3 separate regions of the Oryctolagus cuniculus genome follow, and regions 2 and 3 are each linked to region 1. Evidence: chromatin contacts called from public Micro-C data. All regions are on one chromosome and are shown on one strand. Each heading gives the region's core, a stretch centred on a gene start, on an enhancer-like site or on the middle of the called end of the contact. The rest is flanking DNA. Distances are from core to core; before and after follow the strand shown.

Evidence for each region. Hi-C and Micro-C count contacts between places; a contact is called where the count stands out from the background.
Region 2: a contact with region 1 is called in a Micro-C map of ear pinna, with 5 times the contacts expected there. The contact joins the promoter of ATOX1 here to the enhancer-like site in region 1. A contact is called at or near these places in 5 of 6 Hi-C or Micro-C datasets (ear pinna, embryonic fibroblasts, psoas muscle and 2 more).
Region 3: a contact with region 1 is called in a Micro-C map of ear pinna, with 7 times the contacts expected there. The contact joins the promoter of G3BP1 here to the enhancer-like site in region 1. A contact is called at or near these places in 2 of 6 Hi-C or Micro-C datasets (ear pinna and psoas muscle).

What each region holds. Positions count from the first base shown.
Region 1 is chr6:38,644,238-38,648,174 of mOryCun1.1, forward strand. No RefSeq gene overlaps it. Among named protein-coding and RNA genes, the nearest start is that of FAT2, 31 kb to the left of the region's middle. Within about 2 kb of position 1,489, at least 2 of the 8 cell types and tissues checked have an H3K27ac peak or open chromatin away from gene starts, as enhancers often do. A contact at or near this core is called in ear pinna, where this site is marked.
Region 2 is chr6:38,728,813-38,733,156 of mOryCun1.1, forward strand. ATOX1 (antioxidant 1 copper chaperone) reads right to left here and starts at 2,297. Exons shown (of 5, transcript XR_007918994.2): 1 at 2,140-2,297.
Region 3 is chr6:38,747,092-38,751,295 of mOryCun1.1, forward strand. It overlaps G3BP1 (G3BP stress granule assembly factor 1), which reads left to right and starts at 2,781. Exons shown (of 12, transcript XM_051844395.2): 1 at 2,781-2,980.

The DNA.
Region 1 (3,937 bases), core at 239-2,738:
ACTATAGGTCAGTGCTTTTCAGAAGTGCAGACTATAGGGCTGGCATTGTGGTGCAGTGGGTTGGGCCTATGACTGGCATCCCATACGAGTGCTGTTTCAAATCCTGATTCCCAGCTGCTCCACTTCTTATCCAGCTCCCTGCTAATGCACCTGGGAGAGCAGTAGGTACCTGCCACCCTCATGGAATTCTAGGCTCCTGGCATCGGCCTGGCCCAGCCCAGCTGTTGCAGCCATTTAGGGAATGAAGAAGTGGATGGAGGAGCTTTCTCTCTCTCTGTCTCTCTCCCTCTCTCTGTAACTCTTTCAAATAAATAAATAAATCTTCAGAAAAAGGCAGATTCCAGGGGCCTGCCCTGGACCTATTCCATCTAGAAGTAGACCTGGGAATCTGCCTTCTAAATATCCCTTCCCATCCTCACCCCAAACCCATGAGTCTTAGGCTCAGTGAAGACTGGCAGGTGCCAGTTAGAATCGGTCCCACGCAAGCAGTTTCCCTTTCTTCCTTGTAACTAACCCAGAAGCCTCAGTCTTCGCTGTGCATCAGAATCACCTGGGAAATGTTGAGAAATGCAGATGCCAGGCCCCTCTCCAACCTAACAGACCCGACCAGGGCAAGCTGGCTGGGCTTTGGTCTCAATCACTAACATCTTGCAGGTGGTTTTCTGTGGGAGCAGGCGCTGCGAGAGGACCCCCTTTCCTCCCTCTGTGTGACCCACCCCTGCCCCTGGTGATTGTCAAAGGCAGGGTTCACATGTCCTGCCACCGGCTGTCTCCCAGAACAGTGTCAGCAGGCACCTCCCATGCCCGTGCTCAGTGAAGACACTGAGTGGTCAGGTCTAAGGAGGAGGAGGCCCTGCAGTGTCGCCTGTGCAAACTGAGCTCAGGCATCCACTCAGCACGTGGGCTTGGAGGTAGGATTGCCACATATGGGGAGGAGAGGACAGTACACCAGGTGAAATTTGAAGTTCAGGCACTGCACATACTCAGCACATTATTTTTTGGTAGCAGTATGTCTTAAATATTGCATGGGATATACTTACACTAAAGGAAATTATTTGTTATCTATTTGAAGTTGGAATGTAACTGGGAGGCGTGGGCTTTATCTGGCAGCCCTACTTGGGGGAGTATCTCCCGCTTCTCCCAGTCTCAGTTTCCACATTTGGGAAATGAGAGCGCCCAGACTGGATGAGCTCTGTGGCGCCTTAGACTTGCTGAGACCGGAAGCGGCACCCCACAGCTCTGGGAGCCTTTCTCTGCAGTCCCACCAGGGGGCGCCCTGATCCTCCTCACCGCCTCGCGGGCGGATGACTCAGCAAGGAGGCGGTGTGGTCCCGCGGGCTCTGGGGGCCCGTCTGGAAACCGGGTTGTGAGGCCTAGGAGGGCCCAAGTTTGCTGGTCTCTAGGACAACTTGTTCAGGACAGGAGAGGATATCTCGGAGTCTCTCAAGATGGCCTTATCTCAGCCAGCTCCCCTCCCCTGCCATTTAAAGAGGCGACTGCTGCCCAGAGCAGTCACTTGTCCCAGCTCACACAGCTGTCCTGGAAACCAGACTCCTAACCCTCTGTCCAGTGCCCCTTTGCCTCTGTAGGGTGTCCTTGCTTTCTGTTTCTAGCAGGACATGTTTAATCCTTGCAGTCCTGTAGCCGAAACCAGTGCAGACGCGAGTCTACCCGGTACTGCCTAACAGAACCCAGACGCACGTGCCGGAGAGGGGAAGGAGCCGGGCTCTCACGTTTGCGCTGGGAGTTACAGACCACCGTGGCGGCGATGCGGGGATGATGGTGACAGGGCTGGTGACTTACTGCCTTCTCTATGCTGTACCCAACTAGCAAGGCAGGAACCATCACCCGCAGGATTTTACAGCAGTGAACTCAGAGCGTTGGGTCGTTTGGCTCAACGAAGCTCCCTGCAGTCAGCCGCACTTGCAAGGGAGGAAGCTGCCATTCTCTGGCCCCTTTGAGCCTAGTACCCCTGTTTCCCGCAGGCCTGCCCAACAACTCCTGCTGCACAGATGGTTTCAGGGCTGAGGTCACCTCCCAAAGAGCCACATCCCCGTGTGACAGAGAGGGCTGCCTGCTGCTTCTGCCCAGCAGGTGGTGTTAGGAGAGTTACACTGAATTCAGCTTAACTCTGTTCTCCTTGGAACTTTCTGATCATCGAAGAGAACGTCTTAAACAGCGTTCTACAAGCAGGGGCACATTTGCAAGTACATTACAGTTTTTCACTGCATTTGTATTTCTATCACATTGATCTTCATGGTATATGCTATTGATTTTCCATGTGCGGTACTGATACAATTTCTTCTAAAAGTTACGGTTGTTTAGTTTGGTTTGTTTCTTGAGGAGGATAGGGAAGCACTGGTTTAGGGATTTTCAAGTCTGAGGGCCTTGTTAACGCAGCTGATGGCTTTCGCCCAAGCCAGCAGCCCTGCCCTCCCCTTCCACAGCCCTGGACTGATTCATTTCTTCCTGTCTCTTGGAAGCTGGCTTTTTCTTGAAAACTCCTAGCAGCTCCCTATAGGGAGGTACCTGGATAGGGGGAAGAAAAATCCAGGTTCCTGTCCCACCTTTTCCACGGCCTCATCGTGTGGCCACGTTACCCCACCTCCCTGAACCTCAGAAAGTCTGCGGCAGATCTGTGGTGGTCTCTGGTGCTGGGCATTCCGTGGCTGACCGGTCCCTGGCTGGCCAAGGCCCAAGACTACACACTGCAGTCCGCAGGACCCATGTCCCATGTTCCACCCTCCCCACAGGGGCACTGGTTCCTGTCGTTTTCCACGATAGCTCCCTGCTTTCCTTCCTTCACAGCACAGCACGTTCCTACCTGGAACGGTATTCTGCGCTTCTATACTGTATGCCTCCCGAGAAGGAAGGAGAGCCCCCTTCCTGGGGCACTGCAGGAAGAAGGTGCCTAACACATTCTGACCCCCTGGTAAATGCCGAACAATGAGCGCTCAAGCCAGTGCCGAACCTGATTTAACCTGTGCCTGCCCAGAGATTGTGAGACCAGGGTTAGGCTTGCATCTCAAATGTCCAGGACCAAACTGGCCAAGCTCTTTCCACCCCTCTCCTTTCCATGATGTAGAAAACAACACCAGGACAGTCAGATTTTTTTAGGAGCTTGTATTATTTTAATAATCTCAAAATGCAAGGCCACTGCTAGATGTTGACACCTGCAGACCCAGTGATGTGGCCCCCAGCCAGTGAGAACACTCCCTGGGCCTGTTTCTCCATTGCAAGGTGTCAGAAGAGCAGCCTGAAAATGTCACACTAGCAAGACCAACAGGCTGAGCTTTGAAAGTGCTCTGGGGGCCGGCGCTGTGGTGTGATGGGTTAATGCCCTGGCCTGAAGCGCCAGCATCCCATGTGGGCGCCGGTTCGAGACCCGACTGCTCCACTTCTGGTCCAGCTCTCTGCTGTGGCCTGGGAGGGCAGTAGAAAATGGCCCAAGTCCTTGGGCCCCTGCACCCAAATGGGAGGCCCCGAAGAAGCCTCCTGGCTTCAGATCGGCATGGCTCCAGTCACTGTGATCAATTGGGGAGTGAACCTTTGGATGGAAGACCTCTCTCTGCCTCTCCTCTCTCTGTGTAACTCTTTCAAGTGGATAGATTAAAAAAAAAAAAAAAAGTGCTCCGTGAACTTAGGATGATCTGAGATAGCACCAATAGAACTTTCTATGATGATGAAAACATTCTAGGGGTCAATGTTTTGGCACAGCAGGTAAAGCTTCTGCCTGCAAAGCTGGCACCAAATATGAGTGCCAGTTCAAATCCCGGCTGCTCCTCTTCCCATTCAGCTCCCTGCTAATGTGCCCAGGAAAGCAGCAGCAGATGACCCAAGTGCTTGGGCCCCTGCACCCATGTGGGAGACCCGGATAGAGTTCCAGGCTCCTGGCTTCAGCTTGGCCCAGAGTCAGCATTGCAGCCATTTGGGGAAT
Region 2 (4,344 bases), core at 1,047-3,546, 85 kb after region 1:
CTTGAAACAGACTGACCCTCAAACTGGCCTTCTCCTCCACTGCAACCCCTCACAATCCACCTGGCGGCGTGCCCTCTCCCAGGCCCAGGCTGAGTAATGCTGACCTCAACCACTGCCGCAAGTAGACCTGCTCAACTGGTACTGGCTCATTCTTTGTCCACATTAAGTGCTGGCTCAGGACCACAGGGAAATGACATCTGAGATGTTTACAGCTCTGCTCAGGGGGCCTCAGGCTCATCTGCAAGCTCCCAAAGAGCCAGGCTGCTAAGACAAAGGGGCTCAGCGGGACCCCTCTGGGTCCCCACTTGGTATACAGCCAGGAAACCTGAAACCCTGGAGCCAAGCACTGAACGCTGGGACCTCAACCAGGACCTCAAGAATGCAACTAGGATACAAACTTCCTCCCACGTGGCTGTGACTTCATCAGGTCCCACCTGGTCAGGCCAGGAGACACCATGAGCCTGAAGACAAAGGGGCTTAATCTTGACTCTAACTCCAATACCTTCAGTAAGTTATTAGGCTTCTCATTTTTACTTTTTTTAGAAAAATATTTCAGCCGGTGCCACGGCTCAATAGGCTAATCCTCTGCCTGCAGCACCGGCACACAGGGTTCTAGTCCCAGTCAGGGCGCCGGATTCTGTCCCAGTTGCCCGTCTTCCAGGCCAGCTCTCTGCTGTGGCCCAGGAGTGCAGTGGAGGATGGCCCAAGTCCTTGGGCCCTGCACCCCATGGGAGACCAGGATAAGTACCTGGCTCCTGCCTTCGGATCAGAGTGATGCGCCGGCCGCAGCACGCCGGCCACGGCAGCCATTGGAGGGTGAACCAACGGTAAAGGAAGACCTTTCTGTCTCTCTCTCTCACTGTCCACTCTGCCTGTCAAAAAAAAAAAAAAAATTTCATTTATTTGAGAGGTAGCGTTAATGACAGAGGGAGAGACAGATGGAAGATCGGCCACAGTTGGACCATTCCTAAGCCAGGAGCTTCTTCTGGGTCTCCCATGTGGGTGCAGGGGCCATCCTCTGCTGCTTTCCCAGGCCATAACAGAGAGCTGGATTGGAAGAGGAACAGCCGGGACTTGAACCAGCACCCCCATGCGATGCTGGCACCACATTGCGGGAAGGGAGGGTGCAACTGGTGCAGTGATTAAGATATTACTTGGGATGCCTGCATCCCACGCAGGTGTGTGTGAGTCCTGGCTGCACTTTCCAGCCCAGTGTTCTGCTACTGTGCACTTCCGCAGGCAGCAGGTGATGCCGCAAGTGGCTGCATCCTGGCCCCCAACAACAGTGGGATCGGGACTGAGTTCTAGGTGTCTGCCTGCCGCCTTGCCCAATCGTGGCTGTGGAGGGTATGGGGGGGAGTGAATGAGCCAACTGTCTCTCCCTTTCAAATAACATGGAAACCATTAACTAAAATTTAAAATCTAAAAGATAAGGCATATATGTAAGACCAAGTGAACTGCAAAGCCAGCCAGCAAGTATGGGCATGTGCAAACTGTAGAGTTCGTATATCTCATATTCCTTCCCAAGCTCTAGCGTGTACAGCGCCGACTTTGGGTAGGTTCCTGAAACCTCTCCGAGGCTGGTGGGTCCAGGCTGAGGACCTGACTGCTGGAAAGGTGAAACGCACTGTGTCCACGCAGGGTCGCCCAGCGCTGACCTGAGAGGAGGCCGGGCCAGGTGCAGAACTTCTGTAAACCCGGTCCTGCCCGTGAGGCAACAGCTGGACCCACCCACTTGCTCAGAACGGCCCGGCCAACTCCCCGGCCAGAGCAGGGCGTCCACGTGTAACAGCCGTTCCCGCTGGACACCGACCCTCCTGGGTCACGCGGGCTCACTCCGTCCCCTCCCCGAGACTCCACTTCCCGGAGCTGCAGGGAAGGTTTGCGTTTGTAGCTGCACGAGGCCATGCAGTTCCAACGTTCTGCAGCCAGGCGCCCAGATTTAACTCTTTTCGGATGCGATTTTCTGGAGGGTCCCCGAACCTGGGGGCGGCTGGGGAGGAGGAGGAGGAGAGATAGTTAACAGCTCCAGCCGCGGCCTGAGCCCTGGAAAAGCGACTAGTGGCCGAGCGGCGGTGTGGCCGGGGCGCAAGCCGAGCACCGCAGGCTAGCGCAGGCGGGGACGGCGCGGCCACTTACCGGCATGACAGGCGCAGCAGACGCGGCGGCGGTGGCGGTGGCGGTAGCGGTGGCGGTGGCGGTGGCGGCGGCGACGGCGGCGGGGAGCGGCGGCGGCAACGCGTCTCCGGGCTGCAAGGCGGGACTCCAATGCGTTTCCGGGAGTGCGCGCGAGAAACCCCGCCTACTGGCAAGACTGGCACCTTCTTATTCCCCTCGGCAGGGCGGCGGGGCGGCCGAGCAGACCCCGCCCCTCGGGTCGGGCATCTGGCGGGCCCCGCCCCCTGCAGGCCTGGCGGTCGCCGAGCCGCCAGACACACGAACACCTGGGCACGTTGGCGAGAGGCGGTGAGAGGGAGGCTTCCCTCCTCCGTCGGCTGTTAGCTATTTTGGGGGCGCCCATGTTAGGCCATGTTGGGAACACAAGGCAAAGGCCCGGCAGCGCGGGTCCCGCCCTTCCCTCCCCGACGCCTGGCGGCGCCGAGCGTCCGCAGCCTCGAAGGGAGCGAGGAGGCGGCAGTGGTGGCGGCGCCGGGGTTCAGGAGCGGAGGAGGGGTCTCTAAGTGGGGCTGGAAGGTGGCGGCGGCGGTTCCCGAGAGGAGGGCTCGTCTGAGGGAGAAGCTGCGCTGCTTGGTGGGGACAGGGGTGGGGACAGTGGGAGAGCGCTTTGGGCACAGGGAACAGCGCGCACCCAAGTCGGAAGGCAGGAGTGGGCCCGCCCGGAGAAACCAGCTGGCAAAGAGGTGCACCCACTGCCACGAGGGGAGGCAGGGTTGCTCTGGGAAACTTAGGCACGTCAAGTTCTGGCGTCTCTCTCGCTCTCGCTCTCTCACGCACCACCGCCAGTGGTCATGTGTGTGGACATTCCCTGCCGGTCGGAGTACTTTCAAAGGTTTCTCAGTAGCAGAACTGCTTGGTGAGTTTAGGAAGCACTGGGATTTCTTCCTGTCAGTTGTGAAAATGTGGATGACTAGAGGACGTTACGTTCTTCTAAAAAAAAAAAAAAAAAAAAAAAGTTGAAATATCTTCCATTCACTGATTCACTCTCCAGATGGTCAGAATAGCTAGATCTGGGCCAGGCCGAAGCCAGGAGCCAGCAACTCCATCCAGGCCTCCCACATGGGTGGCAGGGACCCAAGTATTGGGCCATCATCTGCTGTCTTCCCAGGTGCATTAACAGGGAGCCGGATGCTAGTGTGACACACATCATAAGCGGCAGCTTAACCCACTGTGCCACCATGCCAGCCCCAGGCTATTATAGTAAGTAGAATAAGGAAGATAAGTCCCACATGGTCCGAAAAACTTGATTTCATAGAAATTGAAAACAAAATGGAGGTTACCAGAGACTGGGGAGAGTAATGGGGAAGAAGGGGAGGGGCTAAGTTGATGAACAGGGACTAGGTAATAGGTAGGAGAAAGACGGTCTGGTGTTCTATTGCACAGGGGTGATTGTAGATAGTGTTAACATACTGTGTATTCTTTAAAGAGAAGATCCCAGGAGACAGCATTTACAATGTCTGCAAAATAAGAGATGATAAATGTTTGAGGAAATAGATACGTTTACCCCATTTGAATATTCCACAAAATATACATGTACAAAGACATCACTTAATACCCTATACATGGGGGCCATTTGCTGTGGCGCAGCGGGTTAACACCCTGGCCTGAAGCACCAGCATCCCATATGGGCGCCAGTTCTAGTTCCATCTGCTCCACTTCCAATCTAGCTGTCTGCTATGGCCTGGGAAAGCAGTAGAAGATGGCCCAAGTCCTTGGGTCACTGCACCCACATGGCAGACCAGGAAGAATTTCCCTCCTCCTGGCTTCGGATCGGTGCAGCTCCGGCTGTTTCGGCCAAATGGGGGAGTGAACCATTGGATGGAGGATCTCTCTCTCTCTCTTTGCCTCTCCTCTCTTTGTGTAACTCTTGACTTTCAAATAAAATAAAATCTTTAAAAAATACCCTATATATGTATAATTTTCATATACCAGCTACAAATAAGATACAGCTTGGACTGCTGGGCCTCTTGATAAATTCACCTGCCCTTCTTTTCTTTTTTCTTTTTTTTTTTTTTTTTCTTTTTTTGACAGGCAGAGTGGACAGTGAGAGAGAGAGACAGAGAGAAAGGTCTTCCTTTACCGTTGGTTCACCCTCCAATGGCCGCCGCGGCCGGCGCGCTGCGGCCAACGCACTGCGCTGATCCGATGGCAGGAGCCAGGTACTTC
Region 3 (4,204 bases), core at 1,531-4,030, 100 kb after region 1:
ACAGAGAGAAAGGTCTTCCTTTGCCGTTGGTTCACCTTCCAATGGCCGCTGCGCCCGCCGCACTGTGGCCGGCGTGCCGCGCTGATCCGATGGCAGGAGCCAGGTACTTCTCCTGGTCTCCCATAGGGTGCAGGGCCCAAGCACTTGGGCCATCCTCCACTGCCTTCCCTCCCTGGCCACAGCAGAGAGCTGGCCTGGAAGAGGGGCAACCGGGACAGAATCCGGCGCCCTGACCGGGACTAGAACCCGGTGTGCTGGCGCCGCAAGGTGGAGGATTAGCCTAGTGAGCCGCGGCGCCGGCCGGTACATACATTTGTAAACAAAACTGGCTAACAGTCAAGGAGAGGTATTATTTTGGGGGAAAGACAATTGCCAAATTGTACTGCAAAAAGAGCCAGGAGCTGAAAAGTCCACGCACATGTGATTTAAGAATAGCCATGTGTCCTAGCATTGTCTACCTAGGTTAAATTATTAATCTGTAAGTTTGAAATTTTGCCCATCTGTTCTCAGTTTGGAGTCATCTTGTAAAACACAAATCTCGATGGCGCCTGGTATGTGTGTGTGAGGGCTAGTGTTCCTAAAAAAATATAGCAATTACTTACTCCTTTTTCCTTCATTTTATTTGAACAGCAGGTACATAGATGTTCCATTCACTGATTTACTCTTTGAATGTCTGCCAACAGACGGGGCTGGTCGGGCTGAAGCCAGGAGCCCGTGACTCAGTTCAGTCCAGGTCTCCCACATGGGCGGCAGGGACTTAAGTACTGGAGCCATCATCTCCTGCCTCCCAGGTGAGCACGGCAGGAAGCTGTAATTGGAAGTGGACCCGGGACTGGAACCCAGGCCCTCTGATATGGGATGTGGGCATCCCAAGAGGCATCTTAAAGGCTGTGCCAAGTATCAGCCCTTGTTTTCCTCCTTTACCGCTGACTGAGGCTCGGCAGTGTGAAGTGTGAGTGCAAAGGTAAGACCAACATCCAAATCTACAGGAAGAGAAGATGATCCAGAGTCTCTCCGTCCCTCTGCACCTGTGCAGGAGCCCAGTGAGGACCAGTTTCAACAAGAGGAACCAACTCCTGAAAGTCAGGAGATTACACCTGAAGTGCAAAGGCCTGATCTGGAAGTGACCTCCTGGAACCGGCTTGGGCAACTGGCTTAGGGGCGAACTGTGGTGAACGTGGGGTTAGTCTTGATGTCACCGGGGCAGTTAAAAGACCTAGAACCGGTTACTATGCCGGAAGCAGGTGAGGGCAATGGAGTTTGTAAATGAGGAGACGCTGAAACCATGCTTGCACCCTTTATGTAGGAAATCTGTTAAAATTGTTAAAATTCTCTCAATAAAGTTTTAGAGTTTCCTGCAAAAGAAAAAAAAAAAAAGCCAATCTCTTGGTCCCAGACTCTTTCAGAAGGCTTCCTGGGGCTCTCCACTGCCCTCAGATTAAAGTCCAAATTCCTTAGCCTGGCTAACGTCTCGCAGCTTCCTTAGCGCCTGCTCCGGGCCGAGCTCCGTCGCGGCGGGGCAGCATCCGCGGGGCGCAGCCGGTGCCCAAGGTGCGCGGCTCCCACCGGCCGGAGGCGGCCAGGCGGCGGGCATGGCGTCTCTCCCCGCCGCCTGCGCTGGGCCGGCCGGCTCGGCGTCGCTCTCCCGCAGCACGGCCGCTCCACGTGCTTCATCTCCCAGTGTCTCAGCGCAGCCTAACGGAGCCCCAGCCCCCGGTCACATGGCTGCAAGAACGGACCCGGGCGGGTCTGCGCCCAGCGCGCTGCAACCGCGGCTCTTATCGTGTCCGATGCCCGTGGCGGCCAACAGAGGGCCGGGTCCGAGGTCGAGCGCCGTGGGCAGGGCAGGGCTGGGCGGGCAGGCCCCCGAGGGGTCTGAGGAGGAGTTACCTTCACCCGGCGCGGCGGCGTGAAGGCAGAAGCTCCCCGCACCACAGCCACCAGAGCAAGGGGTGACAATGGTGGCGAGGCCGGCGGGCTGACCACAGCCCGCCCAACGATCGCTCCTCGGCGGCAGTGCCGCGGGCCAAGTCGGACCGGAGCCCGCGTGGGGCGCGCGTCCTCCCGCCCAGCGGCCGTCGCCACCTGCCGCCTAGCCACGGGCTCCGGCGTTCCCAACGGGCGCGCCTCGCCGGCAGTGCTGACTCACGGGAAGGGCCAGCAAGTGCCCTCAGGCAGCGCGCGGACATGAAAGAGTTTGATAAGGAGAAGAATTAAATTCAGGGAAACTTTGCCACTTGGCTTCCTGGGTGCCAGACTGTGCGGAAAAGGCGGGAGAGGGAGACCCCAGGGGCCGGACCCAACAACCGAAAGAAAGAGGACAGAAGCCGGAGCCCGGCCCGCCTCTTAATCGCCCCGGAGGGCAAGGCCGCCCTGAGCCTCGGTCTCTTTGGAGAGCGGTTCAACCCCCATGTCAATCAGCTCATTCCGGTGTTGCCATTGGCCAGGTGCTTCCATGGCCTCCAAGTTGCCCACCTCCTAGTTGCTTGGGGTTTACTTCCCCAAAGTACACGGGCCCCACCTTGTGGAGCAACCGCTCCTGCACGGAAAACGGGTCTCCACCCAGGGGATGGAGTGCTAGCCAATGAGAGCATCTCCAAGCATTTATTGGCTACTATGGGTATCAGTCAAAGAATTTCCCACCCTCCTCTCTACTATGCCTTCCAGTTACTGGGCCCTTTGAGTGCCAATCCGTTACTAGGGAAACGAGATCTTCACAGTCTCATAGGTATGTGTCAAAGCCAATCAAGAGCCACGCCCCCATCATGAGGCAGTATCCAATTGCTGTTCGAAGAGCCCAGAGGATGCAGTCGGGATTGGTCATCCACTCGCCTGGCCTGGCTGCAACAAGTTAGGCTGAGTCGCGATTATATAGACCGGCGGCGGAGCACGCGTGTGTGCGGACGCAGTTGCGTGAGCGATTTCTGCTTCTCTCCGTGCGGTGGAGCAAGGCTTGTTCCTCTCCCACTCAGCCGCGCAGGTACGCCGGGGTGTGGGCGGGGCAGGGTACTGGAGGACGGGGACGAGTCGGGGCGACGGCGGGAGAGAGGAGAAACCCGAGGAGCTGCCGCGCGGGGCGCGTCCCCCCACCCCCACCCCAACGGCCGCAGGCGCGCGCGGCGGGCGTTCGGGCGCGCGGCGCCGCCTCCCCCCCCCCCCCCCCCCCACCGGCTGGAGCGCGTGGCCGCGTCCGCCGCGCGCGCGTCCAACGGCCACGCGGGGCAAGAGCAGCCGGTGGCGGCGGCCCTCCGAGTCCCGGCGTGACCTCCCGGGCCCGGGGTCCCCGCGTTGCCCGGGAGCGTGTGCGGCTGGCTTTGCGCGCCGGCCCCCGCCACGCGCCATCGGGGGCTTTCTTGGAGGGGACAGCACGAAAGTGCCATGAGAGAGAGTCTCGGAGCTGGCAAAGCAGAAGTGCCGCGCCTTGGTGGCGCCTGCGGGGACGGGGGAGATGCGCGGTCCTCCCCGCCCGCACGGTGCCGAGCGGGGTGTCTGCCCGGAGAGCTGGGTGCCGTCGCGGCCGCCTTTCGAATAGGAGAGGCACGAAGGCACAGGCCCACGGGCGGAAGGGCGGGTAGGGTGGCTCGCTGGCTCCGGGCCCCTGAGCCGGTGCGAGTCCAGGGCACCTTTGCCCCGGGAGCACTTGTCCCTTCGCAAGGCCCCTGCGCGGAGCGCGGCCGGGCCTGAGTGCGCATGGGCTTGCAGGGGCTCGGGTTGGGAGTGGGGCTGCGACAAAGGGAAGGGGTGTTTGGGCTTCGTGCCTGCACGTATTCGTACCGTTGCAGCTTCAGAGAAAATTAGAGGGGCGGGGGGACCGAGTAAAATGCAGATAAGTGCGTGTGTTCCTCATCGGGCTTTAAGCTCTCAGCATTGTGATGGGAAAGTCCCGCCAGCGGGAAGTGAGGCTGTGATTCGACTTTTCCCTTTTTTGTTTAAATCAGCCGATTTTCGGGGAAAAAAAGGGACGTCTAAGAAAATCAGTTGCCGAAAATGAGGTCCAGAGCAGTGAGATTCGAATGTCCCCAGCACCTGTGGGTTGAAATTAGAAATTGGAGTGGAGGACATAGCACCGGTTACAATGTAACCGTGATCCTGCGGGGGTTCTGTGGCTGAGAGGCGCACTGTCGGTATTGGAAGTGTGTCTGCAGGGTTCAGTCCGCAAGGCTCCAGGGTGTGTGCAAGGTCGTGGAAGAAACCTTCCTTACCA